Regions from separate parts of the Zea mays genome. Here region 1 is linked to region 2. Evidence: chromatin contacts called from public Hi-C data. All regions are on one chromosome and are shown on one strand. The core of a region is the stretch at or near the end of the contact, and the rest is flanking DNA. Distances in the headings are between cores, read along the strand shown. Region 1 holds the start of LOC103647964 (protein NETWORKED 2A). Region 2 has its middle 47 kb from the start of LOC542476.

What was found. A called contact is a pair of places that touch in the nucleus more often than the background predicts.
Region 1: a contact with region 2 is called in a Hi-C map of leaf, with 2.9 times the contacts expected there. The contact joins the promoter of LOC103647964 here to the enhancer-like site in region 2. A contact is called at or near these places in 3 of 25 Hi-C or Micro-C datasets (ear, leaf and tassel).

What each region holds. Positions count from the first base shown.
Region 1 is chr2:225,503,217-225,508,985 of Zm-B73-REFERENCE-NAM-5.0, reverse strand. LOC103647964 (protein NETWORKED 2A) reads left to right here and starts at 4,131. Exons shown (of 2, transcript XM_008672473.2): 1 at 4,131-4,614; 2 at 4,688-5,769. The coding sequence starts at 4,521. It overlaps LOC103647965 (a long non-coding RNA gene), which reads left to right and starts at 33. Exons shown (of 3, transcript XR_563147.2): 1 at 33-58; 2 at 139-195; 3 at 293-645.
Region 2 is chr2:225,357,230-225,363,135 of Zm-B73-REFERENCE-NAM-5.0, reverse strand. No RefSeq gene overlaps it. Among protein-coding and RNA genes, the nearest start is that of LOC542476, 47 kb to the right of the region's middle. Within about 2 kb of position 2,290, at least 10 of the 20 cell types and tissues checked have an H3K27ac peak or open chromatin away from gene starts, as enhancers often do. A contact at or near this core is called in ear and leaf, where this site is marked.

The DNA.
Region 1 (5,769 bases), core at 2,882-5,381, 140 kb before region 2:
GGTGGGCATAGAAGGGGTCGAAGAACTATTTGAAGACCCTGCCAAAGGAGTCGATGAGGTATGTTTTCCAGTTAATTCTGTTCCTGGAGCCATATCTCTGTCATGACAGGGCTCACAAATCATTTTTATTGCTAAAAGGTTCAGGAAGAACTCAAGAAGTATTCATCTGGCATCTCCGGGGTCCCACATTTTGTGGTATGAGGATTTATTGATGATGATTTTTATCATCTTTTGTCCATCGTCCCACGTATAAGAAATTTATCCATTTGCTATTCACGTCACCATCTTTCAGATCAATGATAAATATCAACTCAGTGGTGGCCAGCCTCCAAATCTATTCATGAGGGCGTTTGAGATAGCTGCAAAAGATGGAGCTTAATGGCATTTCAAAGGAGCTCCTCCAGTAGTCTTCGCATATGTTAAAAAGGAATAGGAGCAGAATTTAACAATAAAGTTCCAGCACAGCTCATCGCTGATTTGCGAAAAATATGTGGAATCAGTTGTATTTTTGTAGTTCTGATGTGGTGATAATTAGTGGTGAAGATGGTGTGGATGTTCACTTTCGAATAAAATTCTAGGTGATCGGATATGGCATATGAGTTAGAATGCCCCATAAACAGAGCCCGGTCTGTATTTACATTTGGTTCGATATCAGAAAACAGCAAAGTTCAGATTTGATATTCAAAAGGAATAAAAAAAGCTAACAGACACAGCTGCATTTAAATTGATTGTTACCATTTACACTGAATATTCCACAAACTTTCTGGTCCAATACCATTTATTAACCTAGAGAAAATTTCTGTCGTGTTAAAGCTTGAAATTTGATCATTGACATTTTGTTCCAAACCATCTGACAGATCCTCCTAAAAATCATTGCCAAGGGTGGCACAGAACCATCAACTTTGTCATGAAGAGAGAGGAATAATCTACTCTACAAAGAAAAAAAAGAATTTTCACACTGCTGGAAGTTTCAACAAACGATCTAGGACTGTATTTCATCAACACACATTTTCACACTGCTGGAAGTTTCCAGAACCTTAGTTTTAGCTTGGCTTTTCCACTTGCCGACCGTGAAGACTTCCATCAGATTCAGCGGGGTCATTCATCCTCATTGAACAACATAATCTGCAATGGAACATTATGAAGTTAGAGACCTTCTTAAGAATGTTTTCAGACTGTTTAAAAGAACCATGTCGACAAAGTACCAAGTACCATTTCAGTTCACAAGTGAAATGGTTTCTGGAAAAAAGCTAGGTACCTTTGCACAGACAGGGCAGGCTTGACTTCTTTCCATCCACTCGTAAATGCAACTAAGATGGAAATTATGTTTGCATTGCAACGCGATCTTCGGGTTCTCGAAATCATATTCTGTGTGGACAGATGTGTATATGATTCAGTGCACAAGGAATGCTGAAGCCACAAATATATGGTGTTGCGCATAAACTGTAAGGGCAAGCATGATGGTTAAAACATCTGTCTTTCACCTTTTGCAAGCTCAAAACCACCTGACATGTTTTTACTTTTACATTGACGTGGAAACAGATAATAATAACAATAATCTAACAAACCATCATAATTGAGCACTTAGGTTTAGGCATGACCATATTTAGAATGAATCAAACAGATGAACATGTATTTCCTTCAGCAGCTAGGTACAACTCCAAAAAAATTAACTATTTATCTTTTTATCCATGCATGCTAGACACTTAAACCTGTAACTTATAAGAGCAATGTCAGTTGTTTCCACCAACCATAACCAACCTTCTAGGCACACTGGACAGTCATCCTCACTGTCCGAAGAATCGCAGAACTGTATTCCATCGATTCTCGAGCCTTCTGAGTGATGTTTCGCTGATGACCCAGAAACCTTACGAGCCGTGCAGGATATTGTTGTTTGTCAAACTATAAGCTACCCTTTCGGTAAAATGACACACTAAAAAAGACAGATATTCATGGTAGGAACTATATGAAGGTTTGAGTCACCATAACAATAGCAACTCCACTAAACTGCATCCTATTATTACTATATATTTGTTAAAAAAATCGGATCTCATCCAAGCTGAGCTCCTTGGTTACAAAATTCTGGGCCCATTCTTTGTATTACTTTTGCAGTTCTATAGCAATTAAAAGTTTATCTAGAACAAAATACTTATGCTTAGGAATAGAGGTTCAAATCCTTTTAGCTTAATCTATTGATAAATTGATATCCACATGAATAATATGTAAGGTAAGGATCAACCTTTTTTTAGATAATGAAACCAGGTTCCGGCCTCACCTCTTAAGCATCAACATATTCTGCCTTGCATATGTGGAAGCTATAAATCAACAAAGCACAATGGCAACTGTAAGATGGCTATCAGAAGAAAAAAGAATCAGTGCATGCACGGTATACCATAATCAAGCTACCGCCAAAACACAGCATGAGATGAAATCTGATATGCTTTTTTCATAATGTCATATAGTTAAGATGTGATGCTTAGGATCAAAGGTAAAAATTGTTTTTATCAGTCGTCATGCTTCCACCATGCATGCACTGGCCTATCGCATACAAAACAATACAACATACGCTTGCTTCTTCATTATAAGCAAATTATCAATTACACCTAGGTTCCCAACTATCAATTACACCCACAAGACGCACATAATTAGAAAGGGTAAAAGAGAAGGCGGATGGAATACCAGGAACTGGCGTGGGTCGGGCCAGGCAGAGCGGTTGAAGCGCTTGACGGCGATGCGCTGGGCATCGAGCTTCCCCTTGTACACCACATTGGGAGCCTTCTCACCCTGCTCAGACACGATGTTCTCCACCGCAAACCCTGATGTAGCTAGCCGCAACTGCTCGAAGGTAAACTCCTAGAACGCAGGCAGGTTGTATGCCTCCTCATCATCCGTTACTATGGATGGGGGGAAAACGAGTGTTGCCGTCAAAATACTCTGAATCCCATACAAAAGCTAATCCACATGCCTAACAAAACCTATTTGCAGCCTAATCAACAGGCATCAAAGAGCCCCAAAATCAGAAATAAATGCAGTAAAACCCCCACAGAAGTTGTCTGCACACGCAACTACAAATATCACCAACCGAATTGGATGGCACTCTACTCAATCTAGCAACCATCCGAATGCAGATGTGGCAAGCATACGTGAACCCGAACACCAACAAATGGTATCGAAGAAGTTAATCCGCGCATTTCCAGCCATGATCATTTAGCTATCAAAGAGCGCCGAAATCAGAAACGGTTCCAGAAAAAAGGCTCAGCGGCAGTGCGGAAACGCAACTGCAGATATCACGCATCGAACTGGATGGAAGCGGCCATACGCGAACCCAAACACCCAGAAGAGAAGCAAAAAAACATCTCGGAGAAGGGAAAAGCAGTCGCCAAAACAGTTAAACAGCAAAAAGCAAAGCACCTAAAAGGCATGGAAGGCGGAAGGCATCACACACCAGCATCAGTCCTGTCGTTAGTAACCCCGTTGTGCGGCTCGCGCCGGCGGTAGCAGCAACAGCAGGCGACCTTGGACACGCAGACGCCCATCTCGATCCAAGCGAGCCCGGAGACGGAGGGCGGAATAAAATCTTGAGGGCGATCTGCGCGGAACAGGAGCAAGCGGACCAGCACGCTGGTTGCTCAGAGCAGAATTCAAAGCCCGCCCGCCCGCTTGCCTGCCCGGATCTAAGCACAATACGGAGCAGCCCAAATGGAAGCGACGGAGCGACGAGCTTGTCACCTGCGGTGAGCAAGCAGAGCGGGTGGAATAGGAGGGGCACGGCGGAAGTGAGGACGGCGACCCGGCGGTAGTGGATGGGATCTTCTCTGGGTGGGAGGTAGGGGAGGTTTTGGGGCGGTGGCAGGGCGAGAATTCTAGGGGCGCGGCGAGATTTCCGGTGATGGGGACGACTGGTGGGCGGGGATGGTGGAGGCGGGGGCATGGAGCACGGTGGGGATGGAAGGGGCGCGGTAGGAGTATGGAAGGGGCGGGGGAGGCGGACGCATCGCACAGGCACGAGATTTCGGTGGCGAGGTGGAGGGGAGCGGACGCGCGGCAGAACCGTGTACCATCCACCACTGTGAACGCCTACGATAACCTCTTAAAGAGTAGTAGAGATTACTAACTCCATTTTCGAATATGTCCTACTTTATTTTTAACTAAAATGCCACAAATAAAAAGGACCGGTATCAACTAAAAACTAAGCAACCGGAGTCGGCAGTCAAGGTCAATTCCTCTTCCCCGCCGTGCGCGTGCAGATGGAGATCTGAGGAAGAAGAGAAGAGCTCAACTGCTGGTGCCTGGTGCTGACTGCTGACAGACGCAGCCGCCACCGCCCACCCACCCACAGCTTTGCTTTGCACGCGGTGAAGGAAAGAACCCATCTCACCGTCTGCCTTTCTCATCTCAGCTAATTGGAAAGAGAACTTGTCAACCAATATCAGCAGCGGGGATCAGGGAAGGAAGACGAAGGAGGGGATTCGAATCCGATCCGGTCGATTGCGGAGCTCGGGGCGATTCATGTCAAGAAGATGCTGCAGCGGGCGGCGAGCAACGCCTACTCGTGGTGGTGGGCGAGCCACATCCGGACCACCCAGTCCAAATGGCTCGACGCAAACCTCCAGGGTCAGTTCCCACATCTTCTTCATTCGTCTCCTGCTCTCCTGTCCTCTGATGACCGATCTTGTGTCGTGCGCAGATATGGAGAATCGAGTCAAGATCATGCTCAAACTCCTCGGACAGGAAGCCGATTCCTTTGGCAAGAGGGCCGAGATGTACTACCACACCAGGCCAGAGGTGATAAGCCATGTGGAGCAAGTCTACAGGGCTTACAGAGCTCTCGTCGAACGCTATGACCACATATCCAAGGAGCTCCATAAGGCCAACCACACCATCGCTACTGCTTGTCCAGAAGAGGTGCAGTATGCAATGTTAGAAGAGGAGGACCATGATTTCCCCAAAGCAATCACACCAATCAAGACACACAAGTCCTTGGTCCAAGAGATTCTCAACGCAAAGAGACAAGGTCCGTCAGGGTCAGGATGGAACAAGCCACCCTCCCATCCACGCATGAGCGCCGAGGAGGCACAAGAAGAGATCGGCAGACTTCAGAAATCTATACTTGTTCTGCAAACCGAGAAAGAGTATGTTAAGAGTTCCTATGAGAGTGGTATTGCTCGGTACCGGGAGATCGAGAAGCAGATTGCAGATACACAGAATGAAATCTGCCTTATTCAGGATAGATTTGATGCACATGCAGCCATCGGCGATGATGAAGCCCGTGCCTTGATGACAATAACAGCTCTTAGATCCTGTCAGGGAACCATAGCTGAGCTTGTACGTCATTTTGAGGAGTTGATCAAGCTTGCAGCTGTGGAGTTGGAAAAAACAAAGTCTCTACGAGCACAGCTGTATGCTATGATGGATGGCGACACTGACACATGTTCAAGAGAGGCAAGCAGCACAGACACGTCGGTGGTGGCAAGATCTTACCCAGTTACCAAGGCAATACTTGAGTTGCAGCCCATATATGAGAAACTTGACAAGTTTTTTTCCAGTGGGTCTGAATCCTCTGCGGAGGAGATCGCAGAGAATGTTGATGAACTTGTTGATAAAGTCATCAACTTGGAGCTCAAGTTCCCAAAACAGACAGCACAGATCAATCAACTCATACAAGAGAATGAAAACCTAAAGAATAAATTGGATGAGTTACAAGACGAGATGGCACTTCGTGATGACCAAAGTGAATTAAATGAACAGATCAAGCAATTAGAGGATGAG
Region 2 (5,906 bases), core at 1,041-3,540:
TTGAACCCCCTCTCAACATTATCAGTCTCAGGCAGAAGCCCCCCATTCCCATCTTCAACACGGAAGGACAGAAGGTATACTTCCTCCCCAATGACCACCTCCACCGTGCTGGGAATAAGATTAGCATCAAGAATCATAACTTGGACTCTACCAACCTCAAATTGCCTGGTGTGCTTCATGTCCACATCAATTGATGTACCCAACAGACTGCCCACTGCCCAAATAGTTGGGAAAGTACGATACGCCAATGGTATCCCCATAACCTGCACCCAGTAGCTGTTCACCACCTTGCACGGCTTTTCCGATTGCTTTTCCTCAAAGTGAAAAAGAACCCCTTTCTTCTTTGAGTGAACCGTTCCCCATTCCACCAGCCGTTGTAACTCAGATGTGGAGGGAAAGGCTGTTCGGAACACATTAGACTGAACCATTTGCACCTTCCAATCCTGTGTCCCAGGAATTAGGCGCCTCAGTTCAGCAGCAACTTCCACCTCAGTAAGCTCGCCTTCGGTAACTCTGATCACTGCATCAAGGCCCTCCCTCTTTGCCGGATTCTTGACAGTGACTGGAATATGGAAAAAACCCAGCCCCACAGCCGCGAATCCACTGAGATAGATGCATCCGGGTCTCTGCTTGAGATGGTTAAAAACCAGGCACCTACTCTTAGGATGATCCACACTGTCACAGACCTCACATAAAAATTCCTCCTTACAATCCGCCAAGTAATGTCCCTTAGAGCGACATCTATGGCAATAGGCCTTAGCTGTATTCTTCCGGCTTCCCCCTTTGATCGAACCCTCCGGCCCCTCTGCCCCAGCCCCTCCACTAATCTGACTGGCCCCATCGCCCATAGCAGGCTCAACCAGAGAAGAAGTCTCCGAAGTAATCAGTGATTTACCTTTGTCCTCGACCTTCTCCAGCAACGCCCTAAGCAGCTCAGGCAACGAGACATCCGCCCTCCCATCTTTCTTAGCTTCCTGCAGCGAGGAAACAACCTGTTGCAGTAGGCCAACTTCAATAGCATCCCCCTTGTTTGGACCCGGCGCCTGTAGCTCAGCCGCCATGGATCCAGCCACCAAACCCAGACGCGCCTGCCCCTGCACCATTTCTTCACCTCTTCTGGAGCCGGCCCCCAAGGGCACCGCATTGCCGCACGGCCCCTGGCCAGAGCCAGAACCACCATGGCCGCCGCCAAAACGGTTCCAGGTCTTGCTGTTGCCCTGGAACCGATTCCCAAAGCCGCCACGAGCTCCAAATCCCCCTCTCCCGGGGTGGAATCCCCCACGCGGAGGGGCAAAACGCCCCCTCCCCATGGCGTTCCCTTGGCCGGGGCCCCTAGGAGGCTCTGCCCTGCCATTCCCCCGAATGTCGTCCCCTTTCTCCATACCTCCGCGCACCACGTCCGCGAAAGAGAATGATGTCGCCGCGAGTATCAGAGACCTGGAACGTGGAGCGGGGCAGTGGCTAACCCTAGTTCCCAACCTTGAACAAATGACCGTGAACCCAGGAAGGAGACCCGCCGCCCTCCTTACGTGCATATTCGGCACATTCCAACCGCCGCCGGATGGGCCATAATTAGCCCCCGTGGTGTTGAATGGCCCACCTTCCATCAGAACGGAATCCAGCCATGGGCTAAAACTTGATTTTCGAGGCCTACCAGATGGGCTTCCATGGGCCCCCAGTTGCCTTTCCACCCGCTGCCTACCCAAATTCTGTCGGTTCAACTTCACCAAAGGCGGCGGCCGTCCCCGCTGCAGACCTCGCGCCGCCCGACGGGGCCTCGCCATCGAAGCCGAGCCAAGAGCATCTCCAAGGGTACGGGGGGGCGATCGCCTAGGAGAAGGCAGCGGCCCCACCCACGGCCTCAACCCCCGTGATTTCACCAACTTCGCGGCCAGCACGTCAATGACCTTCCTCGCCGCCGAACCATTAAGGTCCAAGGCAGCATTGCTTAATGCAGTCAAAGAAACACCCGCCGAGCCCGCAAGACCGCCGAGGGAGAAACCGTTCTCCGGCTCCCCCCCGCACAGCGCACCCTGGTCAGCCCCAGCGACCCCCACCTGCTCATCATCCGAACTCCCAACCTCCGAGCGAGCCCAGAAACGATTACCGATGTGATCTTGAACGCCGTGCACCGTCCGGCCAGCCCTGCAGGAAGCCGCCGTCGTCACCTCGGCTAGCCGGGAGAACGCTTCCCGTGCTTTCATTCCATCGGCCCCTGATGGCAGCTAGAACACGGAAGCTAACTCTCCTCGGCTGCTCTGGCATCAACAAAGTTTATTACATGGGCCGACGGCCCAACCACAATGTAGCCAAAGCCTAATCCAAAGAATATACTAACAGAGACATAACATTCCTTCCCCCTTAAAACGCAGCATGTCCTCATGCTGCTACTGACGGAAAACCACGCTGGACATCCATCCAACAAATCCTCCCATGTGTAGAGGTAGACCCATCCATTTCACCAGCACTTGTTCAACAATGGAGGCTCCTCTTTGAATACGACGACGCCGTAATATGGTGTCCAGCTCCAGTTCCGTGCAAACCGATGAAAGATCATCAGAAACATCATGCGATGGAGGAATATATTTTTTTAACAGCGAAACATCAAGGCCACATATGACTGCACATGTGGTTGAAGCTTCAAATACACTCGATCTCCAATGTCAAAACTCCTCTCTGATCGATGCTTATCCGCTTGATGTTTCATTCTCTGTTGAGCACGCAACAACTGTTGTTTAATGAGCTCTGACAACAATTCTCTTTCTTGCATCCATTGCTCTAGATCAGGTACAGTACAGAGTCTCAGATTATGAATCCCCAAAGTACGAAGAACATATAGCCTTACAATACCTCGAAAGGAGATTTGCCTAATGAAGAGTGAATGGTAGTATTATACCAGTATTCTGCAACTGGCAGCCCTTCAATGAAATCTAAACTCACCATCTCCCAAGCCTATTGAGGGATTGGATTGGCAATGGCTGCAATAATCCTGGAGACTTCACGTGTTCAGTTTTAGCTCTCTGACAAGTTTCACAAGATTAGACAAATTCTTGAGCTGATTTCTTTAAAGCAGGCTAGGCAAACAATTGCTTGACATGATGATAGGTCCCATGAATACCCGAATGACCTCCAATTCCACTGGAATGTAAGGCTTGTAGAATGTTTTGTTGAGCCAGCCTATTATTTCCCACCCATACTCGGCCTATGAATCTCAAAATACCCGAATGCAAAGTATAATCCTTGTAGCTTGCTGGGTTCAGACTGACAGACGTAAGAATTTCCTTATTGCCTTCATCATCATCATAGCTCTGCTGCAATTTATGCAACCCGGTTGGGACACGGCATAAATTTCTGGAGGTACTAGACAGCGTGATAATGCATCAGCAGCTGTATTTGTGGAGCCCTTCTTATATTGGATTGTATATTGGAGGTCCATCAGCTTGACCAGCGCTTTATGTTGCAGTCTTGTAGAGACTCTTCGATCAACCAGAAACAATAGACTCTGATGACAAATGGTTTATATTGTAAATATGGTCTCCATTTGTCAACTGCCAATAAGATGGCCATGCACTCTTTCTTTTTCGTATACTGATACAACCTGATTCTTCATCCCCGATGCCTTACTCAAGTATGCCATTGGGTGCTCATCTTGCATCAATACAGCCCCTATTCCCAGATCACAAGCATCCGTTTCGAGGACGAATTGTTTGGCAAAATCAGGAACCACTAGCACTGGAGCTTCAACCAACTTCCGCTGAAGTAACTGAAAAGATTTTTGTTGTTCTTGGGACCAAACAAATATTGAACCTTTCTTAAGTAACAAAGTGAGTGGCCGGCTAATAATTCCATAATCCTTAATGAATTTTCTATAGTAACCGGTGAGGCCTAAAAAACCCCTGGTTGCTTCAAATTCTTGGGAACCGGCCAATTCTTGACTACAGTCACTTTAGAAGGTTCAGTAGCTACTCCTTGAGCTGAAATTACGTGTCCCAAATACTCAATGGATGATTGAGCAAAAGAGCATTTAGATCTTTTTAGTAAAAAACTAGTGCTGATCCAGAATATGGAACACTTTTTGTAGCAATGAAGCATGCTCACGTCGAGTGGTAGTGTAGATCAAAATGTCATCCATAAACACAAGCACCCCCTACCTCAATAACTCCACAAAAATGTAGTTCATAAGACCCTGAAATGTAGCTGGAGCGTTAGGGCATCTCCAACAGCTCCTTACTCTTATTCCCAAAATCACGGTTTAGCAAAAAAAACAACGAAATAAGGTCTCCAATAGTTCCTTAACTGGATTTCCTTTTTTGTCGCGCGCCCGAAACACCTAGCCGCGCGCTTAGATATCCGCCTTGGTTCAGTCCTTCCCAATCTCCAACTTCTATCGATCTCCCGCGCATATGCATGATTCCCGCCCCCTCTCGTTCCCGCCTGCTCCCTCAACCGACGTGCCGAAAAGGTAGTAGAGATCGCCGCCGCTCATACCTGCTCCCTCTCATACCTGCACATCCACCTGCTGCGTGTCTGCTTCGCAGGACATTGCCACCGCCAGGAGGACGACAACTCCGACGGTTTTCAGGAGACCATCCAGGCCACATCCCTCGTCGTCGAAACACTGCCGGCACATGTCCATCACCTCGACGACGACACTAGCAGGTTTGTGCCTCTGCCAAATCGTTTCGCTCTCTTGTCTAATGCACTGCGACTTAAAAAAAGGATATCATCGCAGTATCTAATATCTTGGACCTCAGCTTCAGCCAGCCACCTGTTCTTGCTTCATGCGTGCCTTGCGAAGTAAATTTCTGATTGAAAAGTGTTGAGCACCGAAATGAGGTGCGGACGGTCCGCGCCTGTGGGCCGGACGGTCCGCGCATGCGCAGAGCAGTTTAGGGTTCCGAGTTTTGTGCTATGTTTGTTGGCTAGATTCGCGGAATTAACCCGGAATCCAGTCGTGTAAAGGGTCCAGCCCCCCTCCTCTATATAAAGAGAGGTCTACGGCCGATTTGGAATCATCAATCGAATCAATACAACTTCTATTTCGCATTTTATCCCTAGGAGTAGTTCTAGTCTAGTTTAGGTTTAGACATCCAATCCCAAAATCCTTCGTCTCTCTTCGTCTCTACGTCGATTAGAGGAGTCTAGGTCGGCCAGCCCGAGCCTAGACACCACCTAGGATCTCTACTCCCCGACGGGGTCCCTCCCGAGAGCGAGATCCAGGCGCCGTCGGTGATCTTCCGCCGTCCCTGCGTACGCGCGGACCGTCCGGCCCCAGGGCGCGGACCGTCCGGCCGTCAGGCAGGAGCCCTAGCCGCGCACCAGGCCGCGGACCGTCCGGCCCCAGGCCGCGGACAGTCCGCCCTTGCGCAGAGAGCACCATCGCGCCTCGCACCAGGCCGCGGACCGTCCGGCCCCTGCGCGCGGACCGTCCGCCCCTGTGCAGAGGGCACCGCCACGGTTCTAGTTGAGTGTTTGGCGCTCTGAAAAGGCGTCAACATACTTTTTGGCGACTCCGCTGGGGAAGACAAATATAGACGCATCAAATCGGCCCTCAATGGCCGGTTCAAGAGATAGCTCTGATATTTCCCTAAGCAACATCATAGAGCCGACTTGGGAGACCTTGCCGGCTGACGAACAGCTCCAATTCGAGGAGCACAAGGAGCGTATGATCCAGGAGGCAAAAGCAAAATTCTTGGCCGACTTCAAAGTGGACAGGAACAACAAGGTCGTCCGACATCGGGCGACGGATCCGGCTTCGCTCCAACCCACACCAAATATCCCCAATGTAAGTAATACCAACGAATTACAATCTCTTAGAAATTATGTAGAAGAGCAACGTGAGCAAATGCAGAACATCATAGGGGGTATGCAAAGCGATTTTAAGAGACTAGTACGTGCATTTGATA